Linked DNA regions of Sus scrofa: region 2 is linked to region 1. Evidence: chromatin contacts called from public HiChIP or PLAC-seq data. All regions are on one chromosome and are shown on one strand. The core of a region is the stretch at or near the end of the contact, and the rest is flanking DNA. Distances in the headings are between cores, read along the strand shown. Region 1 holds the start of HIVEP2 (transcription factor HIVEP2). Region 2 holds the start of VTA1 (vacuolar protein sorting-associated protein VTA1 homolog).

Region 1 (4,026 bases), core at 751-3,250:
GCGTATAAAGCGCACCGATCTGTGATAACAGCTGGAGTGGCAGAGCTGATCTGGAGTCACCCCCACCAAATACGACAGACACCACACACACATCACCCCCCCGCCCCCACCCCACCCACCCCACCCCCACACACAGAGCAGCGTTTTCCTGTCTCACCCCTGCCAGTACCAGACGCACAGAAGGGAAAGGCTGGGGGAGGGGTGAAGGGAGGTGAGAGAGAAGGAGGAGCAGCGGCAGCACATCTGCTTTGATAGCGGCCGGCAGAGCCGCCGCGGCAGAGAGCCCCTAGTTAACCCCCTTCCTGTGGCTGCACCACGTCATGGAACATTCCCGGAACGGGCCAACGTTCCACCCACTTCAGGGAACAGACATAAAGGCGCAGACCCAGCTCCCCACAGTGCACAGCCCAAACACACATGTCCCTTCCCGGTCCCCGGGCAGACGCACAGACCAACACGCATGCAAACCGCCCCACCCGTCTCCGAGCGCCCCCGGCCAGCCCGCCGCGCCGGGAGCCGCTCCGCGGCCGGTGCACCCGCAAAGCCAGGGCGCCTCCTCCTGAACCTTCCATCGAGACAGTCCCCTCCTTCCTTGCTTCCTTCCTTCTCTCCTTCCTTCCTTCCCGGCTCGGGAGGAGAAAGGAGTCGCCGAAATGCCAACAGCCGGCGCCTTCACTGCCCTCGCTCGGCCTTAGGCCGGCGGCCCGGCCCTCGTGCCTCCCGCCCGCCCCCGACCCGCGCCGCGCGGCCCCCTCCCCCGCTACCTGACGACGGGCGGCCAGCGGCCGCGGCAGCCGCAGCGGTGGCCGGGCGGTGCGCGCCGGTGCACGTCCCTCATTAGCAACCAGGCACATTCCTGCCTCCAGCGCTCCCGCGCCGCCCCCTCCCCCCAGGACATTACGCAAAGCAGCCACCCCTCATCTGCATAGATCCTCGGCCAGGGTATTCCCCGCATTTCCCAACGCGCCGGACCCCCCCACCTGAGGTCTCCCCCATCCCCGCCCCCTCCGACCCTCACCCTTGCGCCGTAGACCAGGGGCCGAGGGCGCGCGCCGGGAGGGCGATGGGGTCCGGCAGCGGCGATTTCGCTGTAAAGTGAAACGAGCTGCTAATGCTAAGGGAGGCAGGAAAAACACCGCGCCGAGGCCACTTACCGAGCCGAGGAACCTAGATTCCCGCCGCTCTGCTCACCCGAATGGTTGGTCCGCCCTCCGCGCACCCCAAGGCTGCACCCAGCACCCCAAAGTCGAGACGTGTAGGAATATGATTAACGAGCCGGGAGACCCTCCAAGTTGCTCCGGGCTCCCAGGAGCTTCAACGTCCAAGACACAACTTGGCGGAGACTTGTGCCACAGTCACCGAGGATGTTTCTGCGGAGACCCTCCTCCGGCGGGGAGAGACAGCGCTCGGTGGCGCCCCGCTTGCCTCCTCTCCACCCCCCTCACCTCCAGCCCGCCTCCCGCCGGCCGCCCGCCTCTGGGCCGCGAGCCCCTAGGGCGGCTGTCAGCTCCCGGCCGCCGCCGGGTGACAGGAGCCGGAGGAGGGCGCGACGCGGCGGCCCAAGCCCGAGCGGGCGAGGGGGATCCTCGCAGCAGCAGCAGCAGCAGCGGCGGCCGCTCACCTGGAAAGTCACCGCTGAGAAGGAGGAGGAGAAGGAGGAGGAAGAGGAGGGAGAGGAGGAGGGGGAGGAAACCCCCCTGGTGCCCTTGTTCTCGCTGCCGCGGCGGCCGCTCCTCGCCAAGGCTGAGCGTGTCTGGTGGGGGGTGTCTGGTAGCATTTCCTTAAGGACAGAGGGAGGGAGGGCGGGCACGGAGGGAGGGAAGCGATCCCGACCGCCTGCCCAGGCTCCTCTTTCCTTTATTTATTTTTCTGACACTGTACGGAGATGGTCCCGGGACAGGGGCCGCCGGGCTCGGGAGGGAGCCGCGAGGCCCGGGCCGCAGCAGTCTGCGTGCGGGAGCCGCAGCGGCCGCCTCCCCTCCCGGTCTGTGGACGCACGGGGTTATTCCTGGCAGCGCCTCCCCGAACAGAAGTTACTAGGAGGAGTGCGCGGCGAGGGCGGGCGGGGGGAGAGGCGGAGGGAGGGAGGAAGAGGGAGAGACTCAGCCAGCGACGTCATCGGATCCCCCAGCGCGTCCCAGGGAGGGAGGCCGAACCAGAAAAACCAGTCTGGAGCCGGCGAGCGGAGAGGGTTGTGCGGCGCGACGGGGGAGGGAAGCGACCGGGAAGTCAAGGCCCGGCCCCGCTGCAGCCGCGCTCCCGCTCGCTCGGATCCAGGGATCTCCCCAGAGAGCCAGTCTCTACTTGTCATGCAAAAAAACTTGGGCGTCTCTAGGAGCCTGAGAATTTCCTTTAGGGATGCGGAAACCTCCTCCCTCCCACTCCTATCTTCCCATTTCCCAGATCTTTCCTCATCTAGAAGACAAAGAGAATTATAGAATAATTCGTATTGTCTTTAATTAGAATTGTCTTTATGATTTTTGTCCGGGTTCCTCCGATCCCTTTTCTCTCTGTGGCCCCGCCTCTATGCAACATTAATGCTATCGGTCAAAAAATAAAATAAAATCATATTGTAGGTCCTGGCTGCGTTTGTGGAGCTTTGCAAAGTGTTTTACTAGCACTTTCCGGGCCCCTGCGGAAGCATGAACTTTTCACGCGCTCGAAATGCCCCAGTTGCCTTCGCTGGGGTCACTCACCAGGGTGCCCTGGGCGCACCCAGCTCGGGGATCGCGGCCCGCCCTCGCCGGGGTATTCAAATCGGTTTGAGCAGCTGCGAGAGGAGCAGCTGCCGGTTTCCTGGTGGCAGTGCTGAGACCTGTGGCGAGCGGCCGCCTCCAGTCTGCGAGCTTCCCTTCCTCCGAAGGGACGCGAGTGAAATCACACCCAGCGCGGGGACAGCGGGGCCGGGGGACGGGGGAATCCCAGGCGAGTGGGGGCCGGGGCCCTGGGCTTCCTCCCCGGCCCGGCAACACCCGGGGGACACCGGGGCTCCCTCGAGCCGTTACCCTGCCTGTGTGGACTTGTGTGCACCCTTAGGGGAGGTTCCCAGGCGGCCGCGGCGGCAGGAGCGCGGCGAAAGGATGGCCACCGGGCCGGGCGTACTCTCAGAGCGCCTCCTCCGGGTGGTCTGCGGGCCGGGCAAGGAACGTGCGCCACCCCTCCCGGGCGCCCCAGCGGCCGCGCAGAGCCGAGCAGAGCTGACTGCCCCGGCGCCGCGGGCCCGATAGGCCCTCCCCGCCCCCCGTCCGCGCCGCCGCCCTGCCCCGGGCGGAGTAAACAAGAGACGCGCAAGATTTGACCTGGCGCGACCCGGATTTCTGGCCGGGGTTCCCCCTGAGCAGGTGACTCCGTGGGAGGGGTGGAAATGAGTCTCTGGAATTCCGGGCCAAAGACATTAACTGTGGTTCTGCTTTTAAGGCAGGTATTTCACCGACAACTGCGGAATGTTTTGCGTCTCAAGTTTCAGATTTCGCGGAAAGGGACCAAATGTCAAGGCATATCAAATATTCCCTTCCCTTTTCATTAAAAGAGAGTGCATTTAAAAGGAGGACAGCCCTTTAATGACTGCGAGAATGGTACTGCCGGTTTCGTTTTTGCTTTGTTTTGTTTTTCATTTCGACCTATAATCAGTGTATTTCTGAGGTCCTCGTGCAATGGCGACAGTACGTTTAACGACTCTACAAAATATAGCGGTGATACTTTCTATTTTAACCTTTTTTTTTTTTTCCAAAGGAGAAAAAACTGAAAGATTTGAAATAAGTTTCACTGTGTTCTTAGAGATAGATCTCATTTAAATTCAGGGCCTACTTCCATTTAAGCGACTTCTCCTTTCATTGTATAAGTTCTTTAATATTTAGCCTTTCTTGACTTAACTTGAAACACTTAATAAAAACTCCCGCAATCATCATTTTCTCTTAAATGTATGCCATTGCATTTTCAAACATCCATTTAAAACGCAAAATGTGATTTTCAAGATGTTTTTTCACTTCCAAACCCACCTGCTACATATTCCCAGAGCCCATTTTA
Region 2 (4,026 bases), core at 428-2,927, 680 kb before region 1:
AGGACAACCATAGTTGAGAATCAAGAATAGGAAAATAATAAATGAGAAGTCATAAGGACAGAGAAATGACATTTATGGTTATGCCATTCTGCTTTGCTTCATTAATTTCTCTACCAACTCAGCAACTTCCGACTGGATAGTAGGAATAGAGAAGGAGAAAGAAATACTATTTTTGTCTGTTCGGTCTGCTACAACAAAATACCACGGACTGGGCAGCTTATGAACTATAGAAACCTGTTCCTCACAGCTCTGAAAGCTGGAAGGTGAAGATTTGGGTGCCAGCACAGTCAGGTTCTGGTGGGACCCTCCTCCACGCTGCAGACTGCTGATTTCTCCCTGTATCTGCAAATGGTGGAGGGACAGTCTAGCTTGTGGGGTCCCTTTTATATGGGCATTCATCTCATTCATGAAGGCTCTGTGTGCACGACCTAACCATATGCCAAGGGCCCCACCTTTGGCATTCAGTTTCAACACACAAATTTTGGGGAGACACAAATATTCAGTCCACAGTACACACGTTCTCAAGTGGTAATGAATGTGTTGCTGAAATTGGGGAGAATACAGAATTCAGTTCATTGCAAAAAAAAGAAAAAAGGCAGCCTCCTGATAAGATGATGTAGTCTGCAAACATGGATAGACAAAAGATGTGGACTGGAGGTTATACAGGACAAGGAGCAGGTTCTGCTGAGGTCACGGGTGGGATAGGATGGGTGGAGTGTGGATTAGAGAATAGGCAGATGGAAATTTCAGAGCTTGAGATCTTGTTTCTTTGAGATGGTGCAATTTCCATGAAAATTAGTTTTAAGATGAACTCTCAAAACTGGGGACTGAGATAAAATAAATAAAGATGAAGGGTATTGGAGGAGGTAAATAAAGAGTAAAGTCCTGAAAAATTATAGGATGGAGAGGAGAGAAAAATAATTGATGTCACTGATGGTAACAGTGATGGGAAAAGTTGATGCCTACCTACAAAGTACGAGTCGGCAGCATTGAACAAGAATTATTATTTGAACGCCTTATCTGTGCAATCACAAGATAATAACTGTCAAAAGACTTTGCAAATAGTTCATCACTCTCCAGAAACTACCGACCTACAAATTATTCATTCACTAGTGTTTGTGGTAACCAGCTCAGAAAAAAAAAGTTCAATTTTTTTTTAAGCTTAACGTGTTTAGTATTTAAGTTAAAAAAGCGGCTGGTTATTTTATCCAATGTGTCAACACAAAAAAGTGTAATTCAACATTTTAAACACATCATCTCTCATCTTACGCAAGAATTGCATTTAAAGTTTCTAAAATTGGAAAGGCTTCTAGGGACTCTATTAGTACAACCTGAGGAACTGGAAGAGAAAATTCCTGAATGATGCCAAAGGCAATTCACGCCTTTACCCTTTCTGCCAATTAACAATCATTATTTTCTTTTTGTTTTTCCCTTTCTATCTTCTGACACAAAAGGGGGGTCGAGGGTGGAAACAAAGAAAATAAAACAATCTCTTTTCCCTTCTGCCAGCAGCCAGCAGAGAGCGCTGGTGCCATAAGCAGCTTAACCGCGAAGCTGCTCAGCCTCCTCGGGGCACTAAACTGCTACGAGCCAGACAAGCGGAGGCTGTCCCTGTTGGGAACCCGTAATTGACCTGCTGTTGCTGAGCAACAGGGAAATGGGCGGGACTTGCTGTGCCCGTGCTTGCGCGCGCCCTCCGAAGACGGAAGCGGAAGTGTCGGCGGCGCGCGAGTAGGAAGTGGTGGTTCTTGGGGTGGAGATGGCCGCGCTTGCTCCGCTGCCCCCGCTGCCTCCGCAGTTTAAGAGCATTCAGCATCATCTGAGGACGGCTCAGGAGCATGACAAGCGGGACCCTGTGGTGGCATATTACTGTGAGTCTGTCCGTGTCGCCGCGGCCCTCATTACCCTCCCGGGCCCACAAAACTGCCTCTTGGTTCTTAAGTCAAGGCCCCGCCCCCCTGGCTTTAGACCTAGCTTTGACCTCTGACCCTCTGACCTTCTGTGGGAATCCCTAGGGCCCCGCCCTCCTCAGGGATCCCCACATTCTCTCTGGAACCCCGCAAGCCCCAGAAAGGCAAAACTTCAAAAGCACGGCGGTGGCCACCAGCTCTCCAGTCTTGTGCTTAAATATTTTTAAACTGATCACATAGGCTCATGAGCTCTTAAGGTTTTCTTTCTGTATGGACGTCCGAGAGCCTCCAGCCCCCACCAGGGTTTCCTGAAAATACCCTGAATATCCTGGAATTAATCTGAGTAGTTAAGTAATTGAGTTGGGGTTAAAACATAGGTAAGTGTCCTAAAGACAGTAGTGATGTGGACAAAAGGGAGATGAATTGATTGAGAACATAGTAATAAGTGCAGATTAATTGTGACAACATGCAAGTCCATTCACAAATTCATAATGAAGAGTAGCTGCTACAAAACAAGCACTTGGGTTAGACCATTCCTCCTTTTGCATCCAGACTACTCTTTCCCACTAATGAGGATCTTTGGTTTTAACTTCTTTGAATAATACCTGGGGCTGAGACGTTTGGTAGCAGTATTCTCACTTTGGTTGACTGTAATACACATAATCTACAGTTGATGAAACACACAGATTAAGTTTGTTCATACTTTTTCCTTTGCAGTGAAGATAGTAGGTCCAGTAAACTTTATTTTATATTACATAGTCTAACTTAATTGCATATAAAACAAGTGACCAAACAACTATAAAGTTTCTGAAAAGGACTTTTAGCTTTGAGAAGCTCAATATAATGTGTCCTCTGTTGTGGACATTATAAGATTAGCTAAAATACTGTCCACTGTTATCGTTGCCATACGCCAGGTGTCTCCCGCTTTGATTTCTCAAATATGCAAGGCCCTTTCAAACCTCTGCTCTCTTCCCTTTCTTGGGTTGTCTGCCTTTTTTCTCCACTTGGAGAACTCTTCATGATTCAGGTTCTTATGTATGTATGTATGTATGTATCTTTTGTCCTTTTTAGGGCCGTACCCACAGCATATGGAGGTTCCCAGGCCAGGGGTCTAATCGGAGCTGCAGCTGCGGGCCTACGCCACAGCCATGACAGCGCCAGATCTGAGCTACGTCTGAGACCTACACCACAGCTCATCGCAATGCCGGATCCTTAACCCACTGAATCACTGAGTGAGCCCAGGGATCGAACCCTCAACCTCATTGTTCTTAGTCTGATTCGTTTCCACTGCGCCAGGACGGGAACTCCAAGGTTCTAATTTAAATGTCACCTTTTCTGTAGACCGTAAGTTAATTACTCTTAAGGCTATACCTTATTTTGTTCAAATCTTAACAGCATTTTCCATTAGACTTGTTTTTCAGGTACCTCAAGCAGGGACCATTAGTCATTCATTCAGTTTGTATTTATTGAATTCTACCTATGCACTGTGGCTGTACAGTTCCTGTATTCATGGAACTTATCTACTATGAAGTGGGGAGATTAAGTAATAATATGAGTATATTATATAGAATATTAAAAAATTATAAGAAAAATAAAGCAGGGGAAAAAATAGGGAGTACCAAGAGTAGGGCGGTAGGAAGTGAGGAGGGGATTTCACTTTAAAAGTGGTCAGGAGGAGTTCCCATCAAGGCTCAGCAGTAAAAATAAAAATGGTCAGGAACTGGGTAAGTGAATACTCTAATGATGGGTGACAGATTCTTTTCTAGTCTTAAAACAAATTTTGAGGCAGACCTAATTAAAATGTCAGCCAAGAAAAATTATTAAAAATATTAATTGATGATAAGTGATGATGGGTTTAGCTTATAAGCAGAAGGAATTTAAAGACTTCAGTGAATTTGCTGTGACAGCGCTTCCATTCTCATCTGCTTCTTTATGAGAATGAATTTTCTCTTTTGTTAAATTCATAAAAAATGAAAGTAGGGATAGAACCAGTATTCTACACTGGTTCATTCTGAGGATAAATCATATTAATTCATAAAAAGGCAATTTAACCCATAATGTATTTCCAAGGAAATTTTTATTTTTGTATTTAATGACTAAAAAATACATATTCATG

What was found. HiChIP or PLAC-seq counts read pairs in DNA pulled down with a chosen protein or histone mark.
Region 2: an H3K27ac HiChIP or PLAC-seq map of alveolar macrophages shows a contact between it and region 1. The contact joins the promoter of VTA1 here to the promoter of HIVEP2 in region 1. A contact is called at or near these places in 3 of 47 Hi-C or Micro-C datasets (embryonic fibroblasts, fibroblasts and subcutaneous adipose tissue) and 1 of 2 datasets of contacts at active chromatin or transcription factors (alveolar macrophages).

What each region holds. Positions count from the first base shown.
Region 1 is chr1:22,238,655-22,242,680 of Sscrofa11.1, reverse strand. It overlaps HIVEP2 (transcription factor HIVEP2), which reads right to left and starts at 2,000. Exons shown (of 10, transcript XM_021072421.1): 1 at 1,622-2,000.
Region 2 is chr1:22,921,512-22,925,537 of Sscrofa11.1, reverse strand. VTA1 (vacuolar protein sorting-associated protein VTA1 homolog) reads left to right here and starts at 1,677. Exons shown (of 8, transcript XM_021087275.1): 1 at 1,677-1,871. The coding sequence starts at 1,760.